4 separate regions of the Mus musculus genome follow, and regions 2, 3 and 4 are each linked to region 1. A link is a contact called in public HiChIP or PLAC-seq and promoter capture Hi-C data. All regions are on one chromosome and are shown on one strand. Each heading gives the region's core, a stretch centred on a gene start, on an enhancer-like site or on the middle of the called end of the contact. The rest is flanking DNA. Distances are from core to core; before and after follow the strand shown.

Evidence for each region. Promoter capture Hi-C pulls out the DNA fragments that hold promoters and counts their contacts. HiChIP or PLAC-seq counts read pairs in DNA pulled down with a chosen protein or histone mark. Capture Hi-C pulls out chosen DNA fragments and counts their contacts.
Region 2: a contact with region 1 is called in a promoter capture Hi-C map of erythroid cells, with 7 times the contacts expected there. The contact joins the promoter of Smarce1 here to the promoter of Med24 in region 1. A contact is called at or near these places in 2 of 39 promoter capture datasets (cranial neural crest and erythroid cells), 2 of 115 datasets of contacts at active chromatin or transcription factors (cardiomyocytes and embryonic hindbrain) and 1 of 9 other capture datasets (liver).
Region 3: a contact with region 1 is called in a FOXA1 HiChIP or PLAC-seq map of pancreatic cancer cells. The contact joins the promoter of Neurod2 here to the promoter of Med24 in region 1. A contact is called at or near these places in 3 of 39 promoter capture datasets (cranial neural crest, embryonic stem cells and hippocampal neurons) and 1 of 115 datasets of contacts at active chromatin or transcription factors (pancreatic cancer cells).
Region 4: a promoter capture Hi-C map of adipose tissue shows a contact between it and region 1. The contact joins the promoter of Igfbp4 here to the promoter of Med24 in region 1. A contact is called at or near these places in 1 of 484 Hi-C or Micro-C datasets (embryonic stem cells), 1 of 115 datasets of contacts at active chromatin or transcription factors (pancreatic cancer cells) and 1 of 9 other capture datasets (adipose tissue).

The regions. Positions count from the first base shown.
Region 1 is chr11:98,726,183-98,731,705 of GRCm38.p6, forward strand. Med24 (mediator complex subunit 24) reads right to left here and starts at 3,237. Exons shown (of 26, transcript NM_011869.3): 1 at 3,190-3,237; 2 at 2,603-2,805; 3 at 2,433-2,515. The coding sequence starts at 2,732. It also overlaps the pseudogene Gm31252.
Region 2 is chr11:99,227,675-99,233,197 of GRCm38.p6, forward strand. Smarce1 (SWI/SNF related, matrix associated, actin dependent regulator of chromatin, subfamily e, member 1) reads right to left here and starts at 3,343. Exons shown (of 11, transcript NM_020618.4): 1 at 2,728-3,343; 2 at 823-874; 3 at 601-644. The coding sequence starts at 829. Krt222 (keratin 222) reads right to left here. Exons shown (of 6, transcript NM_172946.3): 6 at 5,087-5,523.
Region 3 is chr11:98,326,299-98,331,821 of GRCm38.p6, forward strand. It overlaps Neurod2 (neurogenic differentiation 2), which reads right to left and starts at 3,347. Exons shown (of 2, transcript NM_010895.3): 1 at 3,136-3,347; 2 at 1-2,043. The coding sequence starts at 2,038. The coding sequence ends at 887.
Region 4 is chr11:99,038,251-99,043,773 of GRCm38.p6, forward strand. Igfbp4 (insulin-like growth factor binding protein 4) reads left to right here and starts at 2,994. Exons shown (of 4, transcript NM_010517.4): 1 at 2,994-3,595. The coding sequence starts at 3,247.

The DNA of each region.
Region 1 (5,523 bases), core at 1,987-4,486:
TAATCCCCAGCACAAGGAAGAAAAGTCCAATGCAGAGAGCCACGTCTTCTACCTCAAGATGAAGGGTGACTACTACCACTACCTAGCCGAGGTGGCCACTGGCGATGACAAGAAGCGCATCATCGATTCTGCGCGGTCAACCTACCAGGAGGCCATGGACATCAGCCTCCAACCCCATCCGCCTGGGCCTGGGCCTGAACTTTTCAGTCTTCCACTACGAGATAGCCAACAGCCCCGAGGAGGCCATCTCGCTGGCCAAGACCACCTTTGACAAAGCCTTGGCTGACCTACACACCCTCAGTGAGGACTCCTACAAGGACAGCACCCTGATCATGCAGCTCCTGAGAGACAACCTGACGCTGTGGACAGCCAACAGTGCTGGGGAAGAGGGTGGTGAGGCTCCGAAGAAGCCCCAGAGCTGAAGCAGCCGACAACCTTGCCCTCCAGTCCCCAGCCTGCAGAGAGGACTAAAACGGAGTGGGACTCTGCCCTTCCCAAACCCTGAATGTTCAGCCACACCTTGGAAGGCTCCTTCGAAGGGGGTGCAGCCAAGCTGAAGCCACCAGGGCGGGGAATCTCACTCTTCGTGTAGCTGTCTGGTGGGTGTTCCCAACCCATCCCACCCCTGCTCTCTGCACCCCCTCCCCACTTCCTCCCCCTGAGCCTCCCTCGGGCACCTGTTACTTCTGGAGCCGAGTAATCCAGGAGGTTCCCCACCCTGTGGCTGAGAACTGGACTGTGACAAGGTCTGTGTGTGTGAGAGAGAGAGAGTGAATGAGAGCGAACACGTTTGCTGGGTGTGACCATGCTACCACTCAATAAAGTTGCCCTGTGTGTGTGTGGGGGGGGGGGGGAGTAGCCCAAGAGAGACCAAGGGATTTGAATGTAACAGCATAAAGTCATCTGTGATGCAGCTCATGTTACCTGTTACAGTTTAGTAGAGTAACAAAGAATAAACCCAGGGGTGGTGGCGCACACCTTTAATCCCAGCTCTTAGAAGCAGAGGCAGATGGATCTGTCAGTTTGAGGCCAACCTGATCTACATAGTGAGTTTCAGGACATCCAGAGCTACACAGAGACAGCTTGGAGACAGGGTTTCTCTATAGCATTGCAACATCATAAACAAACAAACAAACAAACAAACAAACAAAAACAGTACCTTGTCCATGCTAGGCAAGCACACTACTAACAGAGCTCCATCCCTATCTCTGGGTAAGTGTACCTTAAATTTCTGTCTCGATGCCTATGATATCACATATGTGATATAATAAACAGAAGTGCTGGGTAGTGTTCAGCTCTGTTGCACCAATGCCAAATATCCTTCAGGTTTTTTGTGGTGCCGGGGATCAAATCCAGGGCCTTGTCCCTGCTAAGCAAACACTTTACCAATGAACTGTATCTGCAGCCCTCACTTTCAGTAGTGGATAACTTATAATTTGTCCAGCCCAGCCTGTGTAGAATTATAATTTCCTCTCTCTGCTCTTCATTCTCATTCATCTGTGTGGCTAACTTCTACTCACCATAGAGACCTTGGTTTAAACATCACTTCCTTTAGAAAGCCTTCTGTGATTGCTCAGGCAGGACTAGGCATCACTTCCATATCCTCTCTTCATTTCTATACTCTGCCCTAATCATACCATAAACCCCATCGCTCAACGATTAGCGATAGTCTGCATTGCCTTCAACTTCCCTTGTGTACTGGGATCAAATCCCCAGGACTTACCATTGTGTGACAAACATTAACATTTGCAAACACCCAGAGAGGGATTATAATAGCTCAAAGGTAGAACACTTGCCTAGCATCTGCAGGTCCTAGGTTTGATTATCAACACCCACCCACCCCCAAATCAATTGTGGGAGGCGGTAGCAGAAAAATCAGGAATTCAAGTCCATTCTGGGCTACATAAAACACTGTCTCAAAAACAGAAACAAGGATCTGGCAAAGAGGCTCAGCAGGTGAAGGTGTTTGGCGTGCTAATATGAGTTCAAATCCCCAGAAAGGTGGGAAGAACTCTACAAACTCTACAAAAGTATCGTTTTTGTTTTTTTTTTGGTTTTTCCAGACAGGATTTCTCTGTATAGTCCTGGCTGTCCTGGAACTCACGTTGTAGACCAGGTTGGCCTCGAACTCAGAAATCCGCCTGCACCTGCCTCCCCAGTGCTGGGATTAAAGGCGTGTGCCACCACGCCTGGCTACAAAAGTATCTTACCTCCACAAGCATTCTGCGATGTGCATGCCCTCCCCGCCCATAAGTACATGTAGTTTTTTTTTTAAGTTTTACTTGTAAATGTATATGGAGAGAGTAAATAAATGTAATATTCATTCATTACAACAAATGGAGTGTTATTTTTGCAATAAATTAAGCCTAAATGGACAACTGTCAGTTCTCCAGGTGTTTCACCTCCAAAAGCCAAGAGTCGGGAATCTTTACCTGGGAACTAATGGCGTACTTCAGGTACGACAGGATCAGAGGATTGGGGGAAGGCCCAATCATAGCCTGCTCCAGGAGCGCTTCTGCAAGGAAAATTAAAGTAAGGCTGAGTGTTTACAGCTTTTCTGAGGACACCCCTCCCATCCTTCTTTGCCCATTTTACTTGAGACCTGCTAGGTTGAGAATGTCCCAGGTGGCTCCTTTGGGGAAGAATTTTTTCATGTTGATTGCCCATTGGTAGTCACTCCATCGCTCTTTCCAGGCTTGCAAAATGGCCTGCTTCAGGTTCACCACCTTCATGATGTCACTCCAAGGAGGCGAGATGAGTGACAAGGTGGGAGTTTAAAAACGGAGCCAGATGAGAACTGGAGTTCTGAGGGAAAGAACAAGGGAGACATAAATAGAACGGAAATTCGAGAAGGTTTAAGCAAAACAAACAAACAAACAGAAAAATAAACAGAGAGGAAAAAAACTAGGCAGAGTAGAAGGCGTCAAGTTAGCGGCTCTGTCACCTTCTCGGTTTCTGAACAACCGTTTCTCGAATTGGGACAGAAAGTGTCAACAAAGCCCTGAAGCGAGCAGGAAAGGGTTAAGCCCGCTCCGGTTGTCTAATTATGCCCTTCGCTCTAGCTGCGTTCCTCACCACTTCCACCCCAAACCCAGATCTACCCTCTCCCCATTGCCTCTACCTTCCTCGGCCCTGAAGTTGTAATTCCTTCTTTTCCTACATCTACCATCTCCCCAAATTTAAGCCTACCATACAAACCGGTTGTACATCGTAGGCAGCGCCATCTTGACACCTACTAAGGAAATCATTTACCATTGGCCGGCGGCAACACACACCAACCAATAGAAACGTAGCAAGAGGCGAGTCCTGCCACAATACCTTCTGGGAATTGTAGTTCTTTGTCTAAGACTTGTCTAAGCTGCCAAACAGGCAGAAGGATTAATCTAATTGGTTCTGGTGGTTTTTATCTGAGATAATCCGAAGAGCTGAGGTACGCTGGTACCCAGAGTCTCAGGGTCTATGGAGAAACCAACTCTCTGTCTCCCAGTGATGTTGCCATCTATCCCTACCTTCAATCATTCTGATACTGTGGCTATTTCCCAGAAACGAGGCATAACAGTGAATTCTAGCCTGGCTTCTGTTTTGGCTTCTAACCTGGCTTCTATTTGGGTTTTGGCCTTTGTTCTCGAAAGCCCCTGTAGGCACTAGAGCTCTCATTTTCATATTTCTATTCCAAAAGAGACACTGAAGTGTGGGTAGCAGCACACATACCATCATTTTAACCCCAAATCTGACAATTCTCCCAGAATTCACTGATCCTGAATACTGTTTGGATACAAAAGGAAATAAGGAGAAAACAGAAGCTGAGCATGGCACCACGCCCTTAGTGCCAGCACTCAGAAGGCAGAGGCAGCTGGGTCTCTGAGTTTAAGCCTGGTCTACAGAGTGAGTTCCAGGACAGCCAGGAGGACTACACAGAGAAACTCTGTCTAAAAAACACAAAACACAAAAACAAAAACAAAGAAACAAAACAAACAAACAAACAAAACAGAGGAAATATGGGTTAAGATTATTGGGTGTCTCAAAAACTGTTTAAGAAGGCCTCGGGGGCTGGTGAGATGGCTCAGTGGGTAAGAGCACCCGACTGCTCTTCCGAAGGTCCGAAGTTCAAATCCCAGCAACCACATGGTGGCTCACAACCATCCGTAATGAGATCTGACTCCCTCTTCTGGAGTGTCTGAAGACAGCTACAGTGTCCTTACATATAATAATAAATAAATCTAAAAAAAAAAAAAAAAAAGAAGGCCTCGGGATCAAATGTGGTATTGTGGCTAAGACCATTCTGCACATTTGGAGGCAGAGCTTTATCACCCCTCTTTTTCTTGGCTCCCAATCTCATATCCCAAGGAGATAGGTCAGCCTGTTTCTTCAAATTCTGTCTATATTCCCCAACCCATTCCTCTTCTGTCCCACATTCCTCTTTGTACAGCTATGAAAGCACTCTACACTGAACTACAGCCCCCTCCCTGAGCTACCTTTTGACTGAGAATCAGGATAAATATTGAGAAAACAGTCCACATGGGCTCTAAAACTGGCCTTGTAGACATGTAGGAGACTAATAGGATCCTGGGTACCTGGAGCACGCTATGAACAGGGAGAGTATAGCTGGAGTACGGCCAAATCACATCCTTCTAAGATGGGTACTGCCTATGGTCTTCCTCCATCTCTCTCTACACACACACACCCATTTTTATTCTGCTCTTTTGTGCCTTCCCAGGGGATACTATTCGAGAATGGTATTTATACAAAATAGCTGCCAAGAATGTGGAGCCAAATCTTCCAAAGCAGGAAGGAAGGAGTTCTCAGACTCCTGATTCATAACCTTCAGACTCCCCCTCCAAACAGACCTGCACTCCATACTGCCACATTTGCCCGTGGTGAGCCCCCTACTCCTTTCCTGTTACACAGCCCAATACCCTACCACCACCATCACCATCATAAATTGTTTCTGGATACAGCTGCTCTTTCCCTACCCCTCAGAGCTCAAACGGCCCCTCTTGGAAACAGGCTGTCAATTCTGTGAGTGCTCCTTATTGAATTAGTGAGTGTTGGTCCACCCATATGGGAGGGGGTGGAGATATTTAGGCCTGGGGATGGTTAGACTCAGAGCTCAAATCCTTCCCTCTGGCACAAATCCTGGCAGATTTCTGAGAGGGAGGGTGCCCCGCCTCCACCCTTCCTAATGCTGAGAGGCAGCAGCTTTTGGTATTGAGCCATCTGCCTTCCCTGGTCCCCGACTCCTCACCAGCCGCCCAGGCTTCAGGCTTGGCAGAGTTTCCTCAAGGACTCAACTGTATGTACAAGGACTACCTCAGCCTCTGGGCAAGGACCATCACCGAATTCTCTACTTTGACCTTCCTGCTTCTCTGGTCTGCAAATATCAGAGCTGCTAGCCTTTCTCTAACCCGCCTCCTTCTCCCTCCTGGGAACCCTTTTAAGCTCTCTGATTTACCTACCACACACGAAAGACTTTATGATAATGCTCCCAAGAATGAGAGAAAAGATGCTATGTTCCCTTTGGGG
Region 2 (5,523 bases), core at 2,093-4,592, 500 kb after region 1:
AAATCCAGTAGCAAGAGCTGACCCATGGGTAACGAAACCCTGGCCTGAGCAGCTTTAAAATAAGACTTATGAGCGTAACTATCCTTAGAACAAGAAACTTTATTTAATGTGAAATTTTTATATGCTGACAAGAAAGTTTAATTAAAAAAGTCGTGTTGCTGGGGTTCCAACCTAGGACACGCTAGGTGAGTGCCTTGCCACTGAGCTACCCAGCCCTTACGGTGAGAGGAAAATGTAACCGGTTGAAGGTTAGGCTTAAAAACAACAAAAAAGAATAAAGGATGCCAGAACGAGCATTTACTCAATATCAACGGAAAGACCCTTCACCAGGGAAAAACGGCAAGAACGGAGTGTTTCACTGATGTCCCGTTAGGAAACAAAGAGCACAGGAGGCTGGAAGCTCACAGTATGTATTTTTAAGTGTTGGGTTTGGCTCAGGTAGGATGAAAGGAGTTATTTTATTTGGTAGGAAGTGCTGTTTTTTAGCTGAATTGTCTATCCTGTGGCTGTGATGACTGAGTGACTGTCAGTGGAAGACATCTGGGTTTTTGTATCAAGGCCAGACTTGGCTATTACATTAACAAGAAAATTAAAACTTACTGTTGCAGGAGCTGGGGTGGGAGGTGGGGCATAAGATGGTCTTTCTGTTTGAAAGAAAATAAATAACTTCTTGTAAACAACTGAGATATAATACTATGCAACAAAACTACCAATGGTCCTGCTTTGAAGAAAAAAAAAAATGAGAGTATTTTGGAATTCCCATTTGCTAGGGCATTAGTCTCGTATTAACACAGATTGATAAATATAAAAATTGAAACTTACTTGACATTTTGGAAGATTAAGTTCTCAGTTCCTTAAGAATGAATCTGAGACACTAAAATAAAAAAAAAGAAAAAAAAGAAAAAAAAAGAGAATCAAAACTCAGCAAGCATAAGAGAATGTTTTCCTAAAGAATAGGGTAGTTTGGTATTTCTGAGCAAAATTACTTCACTATTAATTGCTAGTAATCAAGCCTTTTGCATATTTTTAACTAGTTCTTACATTCATTTGATTGATCAGAATTAAATGATGAAAATAAATTACTGGGAAATTTAGAGTTATATTAGAGATGGATTTTTAGGTTTTTGCTTATGATACTGAGAGCAGCGTCTTGTATGGAAAACATTTTGCTGATGCCATGCAAACGATTACTTAGACTGATAAAAAAAAATAATGACAATAGAATGTGATGTATTATCCGGGTGACCCCAACAAGGCCTACCAGATACTGACAACCCCTGATTAGAAGCTCTGCCTTATTTAGGGAACATCTTTCATTGAAACAGAGTCATGTCTTATTCCTGGAGGCAGTGTGAAAGGTAAGTCAGTATGATAACAAACTTTACATTCTCTTTTGTTGGTAAATAGTTTCATAAGAGCCGGGAACAATTTTCTGAGGCTACTTACAGGACACATGTTGTTCCTTTACAGCTCATTTCAGAAATTATCTCAGGTACTTTCTTGATACATCATCGGGACAGAATAAATTATATCTCGTCTCTGTATTCCTACATGGCTTACAAAGACCAGCGGCACTTTCCCTCCAACAACATGTGAATGTGCTAGGTTTTGCCTTGCAAGAGAGGAGGGATGGTCTAATTTATTACTGTATTATTCAAACATAGCTCAAGTCTTCATAAATTTGGTCCTAGTATGGCCAGCTCGAAACATGGACATATCTGAGCTTGTTCCTTACTCAACATAGACCACAAATGGTAATGCATAAGAGATGAAAACTTATTTTTAGAAGGATGGTGAATACACTTTTTTTTCTCCTAGTTTTCATTTTAAGGAAGTGCCTCAAATCATCAAGGTAAGAGTTTCTGATGTGGAAATAGCTAAGTTTTTTCAATTCATCTCTTTTTTTCCTTCCATCAACACCCAGTAGGCCTTGCTGTGGGGAGCCCCGACAGAAACTGTGACAGGGTCCCTGGTACCTTACACTTCACTGCTAATACTTACAAATGATTGCTCTCCCGGGCTAAGCATATAAACTCTAGTAGTGAGTGGATCTAACCATTGTGCCTGGGACGCAACTCTGTATTTATTGAATTAATTACCTTACTGGTCAGGCTTATAACACAGTCTTACTCACTAGTCACAACGACCCTACCCGATGCGTATGACTGTCCCCATTTTACAAAGGAAGAAAACAGTCTCGGGGCGATTAAGTGTCTAAGGCCAGAGACCCGGAATTGTCAGAGATGGGTTTAAACCCAACCCACACCGTCTCAGACTTCACTCCAGGCCACCCCGGGAATCCTTAAGTCGCTGCCTGAACCAAATAAAAAATAAAAATAAACAAAGGGGGGGGGGGACGACCACCTTCGTGGTGGGTGAGGATCCCCGCTGGCCTTGCCCAGAGGGTTTCCGGAGATCCTTTCCCTGGAGTTTTGTGGCGGGCGGAGGGCGAGCTTTTCTGGAAACTCCCCTGCAGGGGGTTGTGCATTGGTGCTCACCGGCGTCGGGAGTCCCGCGGAAAGGGACTACCGGCGCCTCCGAGGAGCTGTTCCGGACGGGGTTGCCCCGCCGCCGCTAGGCCTCACCGAGGCCGCACCGGCTCTAGCTCCCGCCTCGCAGCCGAGGCCGAACCCCAGCACCCCGCGGGAGCTCGGGGTCCCGCCAAGCAGAAACACCACCGCTCGCCACCCTTCCCCGACCGGGTTGGGCCCACTGGGAAACACTCACCCGCGGGCCGAGCAGGCGCCCGCAGCTCCGGCTTCGCTTCCCTTTGTCCCGCGCTCGCCCCGCCCCTCGCGCCGGAGCTTCCGCGCTCGCACTTTCCACACGCTCCCGGGAATTGTCTGCCGGCCGCGGCCGGCTCCCGGCAGACGAACAGCCCTTCCAGTGAGCACGCGGCGAGGCTTAGGGCGCCAAGGATTTTTAAAAAAAATTTCGTCAGGCTCCTGGGTTTCCTCAGAAGTCTTCCAATTTGGATCCCGTCCCAGTCGGGCGCCGATTCGTCACGGCGAGGAGGGCGGAGAAGGCTGGGCCGCGTTGCGGGCCCTGGTTCGCGGCCCGGCGGCAGGAACTGCGCAGACTGCGCGCCCGGGGCTTCACTGAGGCGGTGGGCGCCGCCGCGTGAGGCGGGCGCCGGAGGGGAAAGGCTCGCCGGAGCCTCTCCCGGGAGAGGGTGGGACGCAGTTCCCACACACCATGCACTCTGGCTTTTCCCTTCGCTCTGGTCTTCAGTCCTCCGCTGATGGACGTATGAATGGAGAAGATGGAGAATGTAGGCGGGGAGGACCCGGGTCGCTGCGTTTAGGTCCTTGCTGGCGCCCAGCGGGGCTCCCCTGCCTCCGCCTAAGCGAAAAGCAACACGGGAGTTTTGTAGTTTTCCCAGATGTTTCTAGAGGTCGAGTGATGGCGGCGGGTTTCTGCGCCTAGGGTCCTCAGATGTCAGCTCACTCCTTCCAGCTGGCATACCTGTGACAATTCACATCCCTTCCCAGGAGGGCCAGTTCAGCTCAGCCTCGCTTGTCTTTAAACAGTTCAGTGTTTCTTTGTGATGCCCTCCTGGAACTTTCCCAAGCCGGTCCTGTATCTGATACCCTCTATATGGGATTGGGCCATCTGCTATCTTGGAAAGTCTTGAAAACAAAGTTTTAGGCATCTGGACCGGACAATTTCATAATTACCAATGATTTCTAAGGGCTAGACATGTAATTGTTCAGTGAGTGTGCGTGGAGCCACCTTTCTGGACCATTCCAGGGCTATTTTTTTTTTAAACTAATTAACGAATACTTTGGCGGATTATACAAAGTAGAGAACACTTGGCTAGTGTGGGTCACGTCACGGTGGAGGAAAAATGAACAGAGCATCTGTGGTTATCTAAGGTCAATGTTAGCATCTAGAGAAACTGGCTGAATGCTGGGACTACCTGTTGGCCCTTATCCTGGTTGTGACAACAGGAAGTGAGGTATCTTTAGAAGTGATAAGTGATAATACTGTCCAGTTCTTCCATCGCCCAATATTTTCATACTCTGGTGAAATTATCGAAATGAACCGGTATTGTAAGGAAAGACTAAAGGAGAGGTTTGTTTTGTTTTGTTTTCAGATGAATGCATAGCATAAGGGAATGATCTGAAAATGTTTTTTTTTTAACACAAAGAGCATAGAGAAGGTGAATGTAGGATCCACACAATTACAGCAGGGATCCAGTGGCTTCTTCCTCTGCCCAGTAATTCCAGCCTTGTTACTTCCCGGTCTTAGCAAGGACTATGGAATGGTGGAAAAGGGGGTACAGGCACAGTGCTCCGGAGCATGTGTGCACGCGCATGCATGCTGCAAGGTGCCATTCCCAGCTGGGCAGTTAGTTCTCTGAAACTCAGCGGTGTCTGCATGCTGTGGTGGGAAAGGGCTGGCACAAAATTGGCTTAAAAAAGGGGAATTGATTGAGTTCTAAGTGGACAGCGGCATGGCATTCTTTCTTGTTCTTTTTACTTCTGTGAGGCGCTAGGGATTGAATCCAGGGTCCCGAACAGGTCCTGCAGCACTTTTCTTTCCTTTCCTTTTTTCTTTTTTTTTTGGTTTTCCGAGACAGGGTTTCTTTGTGTAGCCCTGGCTGTCCTGGAACTCATTCTGTAGACCAGGCTGTCCTCGAACTCAGAAATCTGCCTGCCTCTGCCTCCCGAGTGCTGGGATTAAAGGCGTACGCCACCACACCCGGCCTGCAGCACTTTTCAAATAATGCTGTCTACTATTATATCTCCCCAGAATTATAGGATTTTATAATTATGGTTATGATGCGTGTGTGTGTGTGTGTGTGTGTGTGTGTGTGTGTGTTTGTAGGATCTTACTACGTAGTTCAGGCTGGTCTGGAACTCAAAATCTTTCCTCTGCCTTCCACGAGCTGGGATCGCAGGTGTGTACTGTCAGCACCTAGCTGGATTTTAAAACTTAATCCTTAATTTATCTTGGAAACCAAGTTAAACCCTTCATCTCCTATCACTGGAGCTGTCTTCCTCAAGTGATTTAGCTTTGTTTGGCTTAACCATGCACAGACATCTTTGAAATAGGAGAACCCAAATACAAGGAAGCCTTAGAGTTCATGTTTAAATTTTTTTTTATTATGGTGGCATCATTTACTTTGGTAAATTCATATTCTGATTTTAAAATGCCTCAAAGCAAACAAAACTCATTTACAAATTCAAGTACTGCATGTTACACACAGAATAGCCACACAGTGGAACTTCTCTAGCAAGCTGTTAATTCACAATGCCCAGTCCCAACACTGCAGTAGATTGCACTAAATGTATCGCTTTATCGTAATTGTTGTTGCATAATGCAGTAACCAGTACAATGGCTAATATGATTGCAGTCAAAGCTTTAATAAAGTAGCAGCATTTAATGATGAATACTCCCCCTCCCTTTTTTTTTTCCCTGAGGTCCAGACCCAGTGCCTCCTATGTGCTAGGTGAAGTTCTGCCACCTTGCGGTACCCCCAGCCTGAAAGAAACATTTAATGTGTAGGATGCAATTTTA
Region 3 (5,523 bases), core at 2,097-4,596, 400 kb before region 1:
GCAGCCAGCAGACCCGAGGAGCACCCAGGTCAGGCTGCTAGGCTCAGTCAGAACCTCCTTGCATAGATATTTGTGTCTTTTTAAAAATTATTATTGGTAGTATTTTTTATTATTATTATTTGCCTTTTATTGCTTCTAAAAGTTCTTAATGCGTTTTCTCTCCGATCCGGACTCTGAGTTCGGCCTCCGTTGCCTCTCAGTATTTTTTCCTTTTTCTTTCTTTCTTTCTTTTTTTTTTTTCCTTTTGTATGTTTGTTTGTTTTCTTTAAAAAGGGAAAAGGAAAAATGGTTCTAGTTACAAATTGGCTTGGCCTCTCTCTTTCCTCTCAATCCACATCCCCTCCCACCAAAATAAAAAATAAAAAACGCGGAGATTCGTGTTAGGGTGAAGGCGTTTGGGCTCCCTGGCTGTGGCCTCTTCGAGAAGGAAGAGATACCAACTCTTTTCGGCCTGGGAAGCTCTGTGTCTGTTTTGTTTTTGTTTTTTTAAAGTAACTATAAGTGGGGGAGACACTATCCCGAGACTCAGCAGCCCCTTACCAACTGCCTCTGGCCTGTTGGGAGGTGGGGAGAGAAAACCCAAGTTTGGGAATGTGGAGGAAGTCTCTTGGGAGGGCCTGGCGGGAGATCCCCAGAGATGCTCTCCACGAGAGAAGGGAGGAGGAAGCCCGCTGGGGAGAGAGAGAAGGCGAGTCCCCAGAGGCAAGCGAGGCCCCTGGGACGGGCCACCCACAGGTAAGAGAGCACGCCGCTCTGGAGAGCTGCAGAACCGGCGGCCCGCGCTCGAGCGCCCGGCTCTGGAGTCGGTGGGAGCCCCTGAGCTCGTGGGGCTGGGGCTAAGGGGCCGGACAAAGGCAAAGAAAAAGAAAGGGGTCGGCGCGAGGTCTCAGTTATGGAAAAATGCGTTGAGCTCCTCGTACATGGGGCCCCGATCGTGGTGAAGGTGCATATCGTAAGACAAGAGATTCTCGGAGTGGACGCCCCCGCGCACGGCCGACGAGCCGAAGACCAGCCCGTGGCCCGTGGGCCGTGAGCCGGGCAGCGCCGAGTAGTGCATAGAGTAGTGGTAGCTCTTCTCGTGATCGGGGGACGAGTCCTGCTTGAGCGAGAAGTTGCCGTTGAGACAGAGCGGGGGACTGAGTGGACCCTCGTACTCGGAGCTGTTGTAGTCCGGGCTAGCGCCGCCGCCACCGGCCGCCGCGTACAGCGTCTCGTAGGCGGCGCAGTAGCCGTGGGTCCGCAGGGCGTGCGCCGCGCCTCCGCCCAGGCCGCCAGCCGCCTGACACTGTGCGCCTGCCAGGCGGGAGCACGGGTATGGGTACGGATGCATGGCGAACGGGCCACCCGAGCCGTGAAAGCGGCCGGCGCCGTCCGCGCCCTGCTCCGTGAGGAAGTTACGAGAGTTTAGCTGCAGGCAGCCGGCCACCAGATTCGTGGTGGGCTGTGACAGCCCCTTGCACAGAGTCTGCACGTAGGACACCAGATCCGGCCGCTTCCCGGAGCGCAAGATCTCCGAGAGAGCCCAGATGTAGTTCTTGGCCAGGCGCAGGGTCTCGATCTTGGACAGCTTCTGCGTCTTGGAGTAGCAGGGCACCACCTTGCGCAGGTTGTCCAGAGCCGCGTTCAGGTCGTGCATGCGGTTGCGCTCCCGCGCGTTGGCCTTCTGTCGCCGCAGCTTGGAGCGCTCCAGACGCGCCTTGGTCATCTTGCGTTTCTTCGGCCCGCGCTTCTTGGGCCGCTCGCCTTCCGCCTCGTCCAGTCCTTCCTCCTCCTCCTCTTCCTCCTCCTCCTCGCCGCCCAGCTCTCCTTCCTCCTTGACCTCAGCCAACGTGGGTTCAGGGATCTCTTCTCCTCCACGAAGAGACACTGGCTTGGCGGCCCGGGCGGGTCCTGGAGCCCCCGACCCGGGAGCAGGAGGAGGCTGCGGCGGCGCGTCGCCCTTGTCGCTCCTCGGCTCGTCGTCGTCGCCGTCGCCCCAGCTGGCGAACTTGGGCACGTCCGAGAGGAGGCCGGGCTCGCTGAACAGGCGGGTCAGCATGGTGCCTGAGGGCGCCCCGGGGGCGGGGAGACAGACAGCACAGAGTGAGGGGCGCGCCGGGGTCACCACGACCCCCCAACCCGCCTCCACCCCCCAAGTCTCCGTGAGCGCCCCAGCTCAGGGGCCCCCGATGCCCACTACGTCCTGCTGCCCCGCCCAGAGCCGGCCCAGCCCTGCCCGGCTGCCAGTGGGGGACCGCGGCCCAGGCCCTTGCCCGAGATCCGGGCTCCTGCTCCGCCCCTGGCCCGGAAGGAAGCTGCTCTCGGCCGGTGTCGGGGTCCCAGAGAGCTTGACCAGGTGGGGGGTTAAGGGACCAGGTCCATCTTCCCGGGGAGGCGGTGCTCTCGCCCGAAAGCCAGCTCTCTCCCGGTGACGGAGAGAAGCTGGGCGGCCGCCGTGGGGACGCTGCCCCGGTTCCTCCTCTCCACGGTCCGGCCCCTCGGCCTGGCTCCCCAAGCCCTCCGGTGCCTCTCACCCCCAAGCTCCCTAATCCAATTTGCAAGTTGGCCGCGCGCCGCCCCCGGCCGGGCCCCCACCCCCGCAGCCCCAATTCTAGACACCGGAGCACCGTCTCCTCTCTAGCTGCTGCTTACGGGTCTCCCGGAGCGGGCTCCGGGTGCGGGGACTGAAGAAGCCGGGCGTGGGGAGGAGACCCAAAAGCGAACCCTGTTCGTCTCCCTTGCGGTCAGGGACCCTCTTCCCCTCTTCAAACTCCCTCCCTCCCACACGTCTCTACAGATCTCGTTGTATTTTGAGATCCTTGGGGAAAAATCCAAATTTATTTGTTTGCTTATCTTTTTTGGTGGTGGGAAAAGGTCACAGGTTCCTTCGGGACAGTCATGGGGGGGGTCCCATCTTCGCTTCTTCGAGTGCCTCATGACCCTTCCCCCTCAGCCCATCCTAGGCATACCATCTCCTTCCGCAGCCCCTTAAGCTGCGGCCCCAATGGGAGAGAGAACACGGGGCGCCCCCGCTGCCCATCCCGTAAGGGGGTAGGGTCCCAGGAATAGGAGAACTGGGGGGGACTTCCATGTCCGAAGCAGCGCCCCCCCACCACTAATAGCAGGTCAGATCTAGCTCCCTCTCGGACAACTTACCTCAGAGAGGAGTCAAGGGGAGAGGGGAGGGGAGGGGGGAGGGGGCAAGAGAGAGAGGGGGGAGAAGAGGAATCTTCTCGCTTATTTCATTGTTCCCCCATCTTCAGGGAGCGGGGGCAGCGGTTCCTCAAGGCGGCGGGCGCCGGCGTCTTCAGAGCGCCATGCGAGCCGCGGAGCGAGTGTGGCATCTCTACCAGGCGGGGTACCAGCCTCTATGCCAGGCCATATGGGCTTGGCACGTCACGGGCAGCAGCTATCACATGAGAGACGGTGATTGGCATGCGTCTGCATTGGGGGAGAGCCGGCTCCCCCGGGACCCGCCGCCATCTGTCACTCTCTACTCCAAAAAAAAAAAAAAAAATTAAATAAATAAAGGAAATAAATAAATATCTCTGCCGCCCTCCCCTCCCCGCCCAACGCAGGAAAAGCAGAGATTGAGAGGGAGGTGGGAGGATTTGCCCCCCTCAGATATAGAACCCCCCACATGGGAACAATGGGGTGGCAAGTCTGGGAATTGGCGGTTTGTGGTTGCCAGGCCAATTCAGGGCTCTCTCCAGGGTCTTGATCTGTCCATTTCCCTGTCTCCAGGTCCCTAAGGTGGGTCAGGACCAGACCCTGGGGTGTGGAGAAGGGACCTCGGTGCTTACTGCCGCTCCCCAAGAGAATCCCCTCCACCACAAAGGGACAGCTGAGGCTCCTTCCAGGGTGGGTGTGGGGGGCATCCCTGGCCCAAGCCCCATAGGTAGATGCTGGCACCATGCCATTCCTCATCCCTGTCTGCCCCTCCCCCACCCACCCTCACGCACACACAACATATGTGGCTGAACAAAATTCAAACCAAGGGAAAGACAGAGAAAGGGAAAGATTTGCCTCCCTGGGTGTCTGTGCCTCTGCATGGGCGTGTTGTGCGTGCGCACGCGAGTGCTCATGTGTGTGTGTGTGTGTGTGTGTGTGTGTGTGTCTGTGGGGACATGTGTGTCTATCTGTGTAGTCATCACACAGGAGATCTTTCCTTGGGTGTCAAGGGCAAATGTATGGTGGGGTGGGGTGGGGAGGGATTTGGAGATGAGCTATGTGTCCCTATCTGGGTTAAGGTGGGCACAGATCTGGATTCCTAACCCAGAAGCCCTCTTCCTCCTCTTCCTCCTCCTTCTTGAGTCACTGAGGCCTTACCACCCCTGATCCTTGCCAGGTAGGCCATCCACCAATGCCTCTCTTTTGGCCTTCTGATTTGGTTAGCTGAAGGAAAGGGTATGACTGGTTGCAGGCCGCTTAGAGTTTTTAGACAGGACCCAGCACTCTTCCTCTCTGCAGAAAATACAAAAGCCACAGAGGCTGACCCCATCAGTCACAGGAGAGGCCAGAGAGGAGAAGACCAGACAGGTGTCTTGCTGAGGGAGGTAGGAAATGGATGCTTTATTTTACAGTTCCCCTTGCAAGGTTCCTATCCTGCCAGACACAGATGCAAATGGTACAGGTTAAAGGGAGGAGCTTCCGACACACCCACCTTCCCACCAGTTCCTCACTCTGTGGTGGAGAAAATGGAAACACACCCCTGTTCAGAGTTAACCTGTGTGAGAGACAAGTACTTGCAGTCAGGGGTAGAGACCCTTGACCACACTGGACTCAGGCAGGTGCTGTCTTCAGGCCCAAATTTCTTGTCTCTCCCTTGACCTACCTGTGCACACCCAACAACCTTGGCTCACATATTCAGATGCCAGCCAGCCACATAGCAAGCACAGAACCACACAGACAAAAGGAAGACCGCACCACATCCCTTAGTCCAAGTGGATGCCCTCTGGTCTTACCTGGAGAACCCTTCTCAAGGGAGTCTTGGGCTGATAAGACAAGAATTCGACGTTCAGAATGAACAAGGTGCTCCACAGAGACACATGCTGGCTTGAAAGGCCTTGAGAAAGTCGGTATGAAGCTTGGACACTTGGAGGTCAGGGGCTGAAAGAAGGTCCAAAGGCCAGGCACTTCCTCTTCCTTCCACAGAGGCAGTGCAGGGAAATGGATATAGCTAGGTACCCAGGGGGAGGAGGAGGGGAGCAAGCTGAGACTAGAACCCAGGACCCCTTCACCAACCCAGTTGCCTTGGTGGTCACCAAGGACAAGAAGACCTTTATAGGCTCTGCAACTAGGAAGTCAGAGCCCATCTAAGTCACATAGCCTGACACTGTGGATGGAATCTTGGCAGAGGCAAAAGCAAAACCAGGGGCACTACTGGGTTGGGGGCTGGCTTGCCAGGACACTTCCAGTTTGGGGTATAATTTCAAGGGCGTTCATGACTCTGTCTCCTCTAGCCCCTGGGCTGTGAGGTGTTTTGAACACACACACACACACACACACACACACACACACACACACACTCACAGCGCGCGCGCA
Region 4 (5,523 bases), core at 1,744-4,243, 310 kb after region 1:
CCCAGCAGATCTCAGGTGGCTTACAGTGCCTATAACCCCAGCTCCAAGAGATCTGATGCCTCTGGCCTCTCTGCCTCTGTGGGTTCCTGCACTCATGTACACATCCACTTAACAGACACACACACACATAATCAAAAAATACTAGGGCAGGCTGGAGAGATGGCTCAGCGGTTAAGAGCACTGACTGCTCTTCCAAAGGTCATGAGTTCATTTCCCAGCAACCACACAGTGGCTCACAACCCTCTGTAAAGGGATCTGATGCCCTCTTCTGGTGTGTTTGAAGACTGCAATGGTGTGCGCATATAAAATCAATCTTTAAGAAAACCACTATGACTTGGTAGCCTGTCTTCTATGCTAGCACTCAAGAACCAGAGGTAACTGGATCTTCAAGAGTTCAAGGCTAGCCTGGCCCACATAGTGACTTCTAGGCCAGCAAAGGTTACATAATGAGACCTCCCGTCTCAAAATAAATAAATACCAATAAATCCATTTTATAAAGATGTTAAGTAACAGATCTATAATTGTAAAGGGCTCTGCTACAACTTAACACTCAGAGCCCTGGCTCTGACTACTGTTCCTCCTATCTCCTTGAGCAGCTTTTACTGCTGAGAGGCACACTAAACCAAGAGAGGCTCCAGTTTGGTGGAGGAGACACAGGTCGCACCATCAGAAGAGCTCCTATAATCTGGGATGAGTTCCTAGCAGGGGAGGCCTAGGAAGGACAAAATGCTTGGTGCCTATCTCCTTCTAGGCACTTCTCAGAGATGCTTATAAAGTCCCTTTTGCTTGACAGGTCCTGAAGGTCCTGAGCTTCAGCATCCCTAATGAGGGCGAAGTGACAGGCTGGATAATCATCTAGTCTGACCATGCTGATACCAGTTTAATTTTATTCTTGAGCACAGGAAACTTGGCTTCAGGTCACATCAGCAGTGAATATTTCTCATGCCCCAGAGGTAGAACTGGCTTCGAGTGCCTCTGGGTCCCCATGTGTCCCATATAAATATCTCCTAGAGCGCCTGCCCATGTCTTAGAAAACTTATTTTCATTACACACTTGTCTTCTCTCTTCTTGAGGCAAAAGTCCTGGGATAATAAGTGCTTAGTGAATGTACCTTATGTGGAGAGTCATGCTTGAGCCCTGACTTCCCGGGAATGGGGTGGGGGTGGGGAGACACCAGAGGAAGGTTTGGGGGCAGAGGAGGTGTTGGGGTTGCAGGATGGGGGCCTCTGTCTCATCTAGAGACCTTTACAGAACACCCACTTTCATCAGCACGCGCGTCTATTCATCTTGGGTTTGCTGTCTGGCCGGCAAGTTGAGTGCTGGGCCTCAGAACTGTCCTTATTGGTCCTTCTTGTTCCCACAGGAGCTCCAAGAAGTGGCATAGGCTTCCTTTTAGCTAGACACCAACTTCAACTTGGTGCATTAAGTATAAGGCTGACTGGGTTTAAGGACGAGGATGGGGGCAGGGACTGGCTTCCGAATCAAAAACAAAACAAAACAGAAGCAAAAACAAAAAACCCGCTGTCTTCCCCCAGGAGCTTCAAGAACCCGTTCTGTTCACTTTTCTCTATGGCAGATGAGACAGGAGAGACCCAACTTTATCCTTGCGATGGGACTGAGGGAAGGAATCCTATCACTTCAACCCTCCTGCAGTCTTAGAGGTTGCCAGTAGGTGCCGTCAGTTCGCAACTTTTTGATCAGTCTTCCAGGTCCGGGTCTTGGTGCCTTTCTCCCTCCAACCGCGCCAACAGTCTGCGGTGCAGAAAGTGGGAGGTGGCCTAATTCCTCCGAGGCTGAAAGACCCCGACTCTGGGACAAAGAACCGGAAGAGGTCTAGGAAATCTTTAGGTTGGTTGCTCCTTGGATGTTTAGCCCAACCCTTCCGGACCCCATCCACCCGCAAAATCCTTCGGTCCTCCGACTGTGCCTGGACAGACACAAGAAGCGAACTCCTTGGTTGGGGAGGATGAGGAGGCGTAGGGAGAAATGAAAAAGAAGGTGGTAGGAGGTGGGTCTCTCCTCCAAACGCGACTCTAGATCAATTCCCGTTTCCAACAGAATTGCTGCGAGGGGAAGGGATATATTTATCAATAATCCCTTTATCACCCAGGGGCAAAGTGGCGTCGGGAAAATTAAAAGGCCGCTTCTCTTTCTGGAAATCTTTGACTGCCATCTACTGGGAAACTGTTGCAGTAACTATGCAAACACACAATGAGTACATGAAGTGGAGCCCCCTGGAGTTGTTCGACTCACATCTTGTACAAAGCCAATGGCAGTCTCCTTCCAGAATCTAAGCAGGGCGGTAGAGGGAACAACATCTAGGAAGGAGGAAGAGGCTTGGCACTTTGTTCTGGAGTTCTGGAAGCAGAGTGCAGCAAGGCCCAAATGGAACCAGGGGCGGGGGTCAAGCGACAGGGGTTCAGGGGCAAGTGAGAAGACTGCCTATTAGCACCTTGAGGCCAGAACTCTCCTGGACCCTTTACAGAGTGCTTAGTCGCCTTGTCCCACTTTAGCGCGGTCTCTAGAGGTTGACTGGACATACCCGGGGGGTGGGTGGGGGTGACCGGAGGACTCTGGCCAGGGATGGGAACTGAACAAGAGAATCTTGAATCCGCTATGAGGTCAGGTTTTCTGTGGCAGCAGGAGGATCTCCTAGGTGTCTGGGAAGGACTCCTTCGAGGTCGAGGGAGGGGGGCAAAGCAACATCCCCTTCGTTTCCCCTCGCCCTGCTTCCTCTTCAGGGTCCAGCTCAGAGGCTCTCCGCGCGCAGGCCACCGCTTCCAAACTGCGTCGCTTTCTTCGGCGGGGCAAAGGACTTTCAGATGTTGTAGCGGTGGCGGCGACTCAGGCCAGCGCCCCCTCCCCCCTAACGGCCTCTTCTCCCGCTCCATTGCTCCAGTTCCCCCTCGCCCTCCCCTGCTCTCCCACCTCGGGGACGGCGCTGGGGGTGTGGCCAGGGGGCCGGTATAAAGTCCCGGGAGCCGGTCCCGGGCAGCCGCTCAGCCCCCTGCCCCCCGCCGCCTGCTGGGCCGGCCGAGGATGCAGCGCAGCGCCTCGGTGGCCAGGCTCGCTCTGCTCCAGCGTGCTTGCTAACTTCCCCGGCTCCGTCTCTGCCTGCCGGGGTCGCCCCGTGTCCCTGCGCCCTCCGGGTCTGGTTCTCTAAGCTCTCTGGGCGCTGCCTCCGGGTCCCTTGCAGCCCGCTCGCGAGCCCGCGCTCCCCTCCTGCGCCCCACCCTCGTCCTCGCCATGCTGCCCTTCGGCCTCGTGGCCGCCCTGCTGCTGGCCGCAGGGCCTCGGCCGAGCCTGGGCGACGAAGCCATCCACTGCCCCCCTTGCTCCGAGGAGAAGCTGGCGCGCTGCCGCCCCCCCGTGGGTTGCGAGGAGTTGGTGCGGGAGCCAGGCTGCGGTTGTTGCGCCACTTGCGCCCTGGGCTTGGGGATGCCCTGCGGGGTGTACACCCCACGCTGTGGCTCAGGCATGCGCTGCTACCCTCCCCGGGGGGTGGAGAAGCCCCTGCGTACATTGATGCACGGGCAAGGCGTGTGCACGGAGCTGTCGGAAATCGAAGCCATCCAGGAAAGCCTGCAGACCTCTGGTAAGGTACACCTACCTTCCCTCGGCCACATTTCCCAAACACCCTCCTCCCTGCAACTTAGTTCCCATTCTGGCTGGCCTGGAAGGCCCGTCAATGCCCCCTGTGAGTTGAGGAGAAGGGAGGTACGTGGCAGAGCTTAGAAACAGCCAAGAATGCTGGCATTTAATCCCAGCACCAGTTGCCACTGGTCGAGGGAAACCTACCCCACCTCTTCATCTCAAACCTCCTAAGTACTTCTTTGGGAAGAGGGGCCTTGGCCTCAGTGGTAAGCCTGGCTCCTGAGGTAAGTTAAATGACCTGATTCAGTTACATTTGTCATCTAGAGTTAGATGACTGCGATGATAAGGTGTGCGTGCGTGTGTGTGTGTGTGTGTGTGTGTGTGTGTGTGTACATGCACATGTGCATACGTGTGTGCATGTGTCTGTGGGGGGTGATAAGGATGGTGTGTGTGTACATGCGCATGTGCATACGTGTGTGCAAGTGTCTGTGGGGGTGATAAGGATGGTGTGCTTGTGCACGTTTGTGTGATAAGGATGGTATGTGTATTCGAGCGGGAGGCAGTGTGTGTGTGTGTGTGTGTGTGTGTGTGTGTGTGTGTGTTGGGACGGTTCCTTTCTGTTCCTGATCCAGAGCCTGATCCACACACCCAGTCTCAGGTGAGAGGTGTGAGGAGCCAGGGGCTGGGCCTTTCACTCATCACCCTGGGGTGAAGTGGGACATACAATTCAGAAGAACCTCTGGGGTAAAGAACATGCGACTTGGACTTCCCCCAAAGGCTCAGAAAGCAAAGGAAGAGAAGGCAGGGCTCTTTCTGCCAGGTTGGCACATCCAGGTTTCTTGCTCCTTCCTTCTGGCAGGTGCCATCTGAGGGGGTTGGAGGGAAATGCTGGTTGCTGGTCCCGAGTTGCAGACCCCTTGGGTATATGGGACTGAGAAGAGAGGAGGGCTAGACAGACAGATCTTGCATTTATTCCTTCTCCTTTGTCCACTTGTCGGTGGACCTTTCTCCGTTTCTTCTTGGAACCTTTCTCTTGTCCGTCTGCTATTTCCTGCCGTATCTCTCAACTTCCAGTTTCACCAAACAGCCCCGACTTCTCTTTTTCTCGGTCTCCTTGAGCCTGACTAGTTTCCTTCTCTTGCTCTGACTTCGTTTGGTTTTCTGCAGTCCTTCCACTTCCATCTCAGACGCTCTCGCTCTTTTGATGTCCTGACAGTGACTCCTTCTGCGTGTTCTGCCTTTCACTGTCTCCCTGACTCTGGTTATTGTCCCTCCTCTGACAGCCAGGCTCTCTGAACCACCACAGAGCTTCTCTCTTGCCTGATATTCGAATCCTCCATTGTTGCAGTCCGGATGCTGGGACTTGAGCCCCAAGCTTCCTGCTCTGGGTCCCAGGCCACTCCACTTCCTCAATCCTCAACAGTTTGTTAGTCTGAGGAAAGCAGGATGCAGGGAAAACAGGAAGGAGATGGACTCCAGGGGTGCCTCTCTGCCCTTCCTGCTCCTGGGGCAAGGAGAGATGGGTCAGCAGAAAATATTCTGGGAGAAATGCCAGCCTGGCAACCAGCTTTGCTGGAGGAGGAGGAGGAAGAGGAGGAGGAGGAGGGGGAAGAAGAGGAGGAGGAGGGGGAGGAGGGGGAGGAGGAGGGGGAGGAGGGGGAGGAGGAGGGGGAGGAGGGGGGGGGCAGTGAGACCTGGAGAGAGGGTTGCATTTTTAAGATGCCCACTTTGAGTCTTTGCTCCCTTCCAGCTGGTGGGCATCTAGCCCCAGGTGAAGATGGTGAGTAGTCTTTCCCCTCTCCCCAACTTGAGCCCAAGCCAGAAGAGCTCAACAAGAGTCTTCTCTTCTGGTTGCATAGGAGCATCCCTGCTGTGTGGAGGAAAACCAGATCCCCTGGATCTGGAAGGCCTGGCACAGTTTCTGATTGC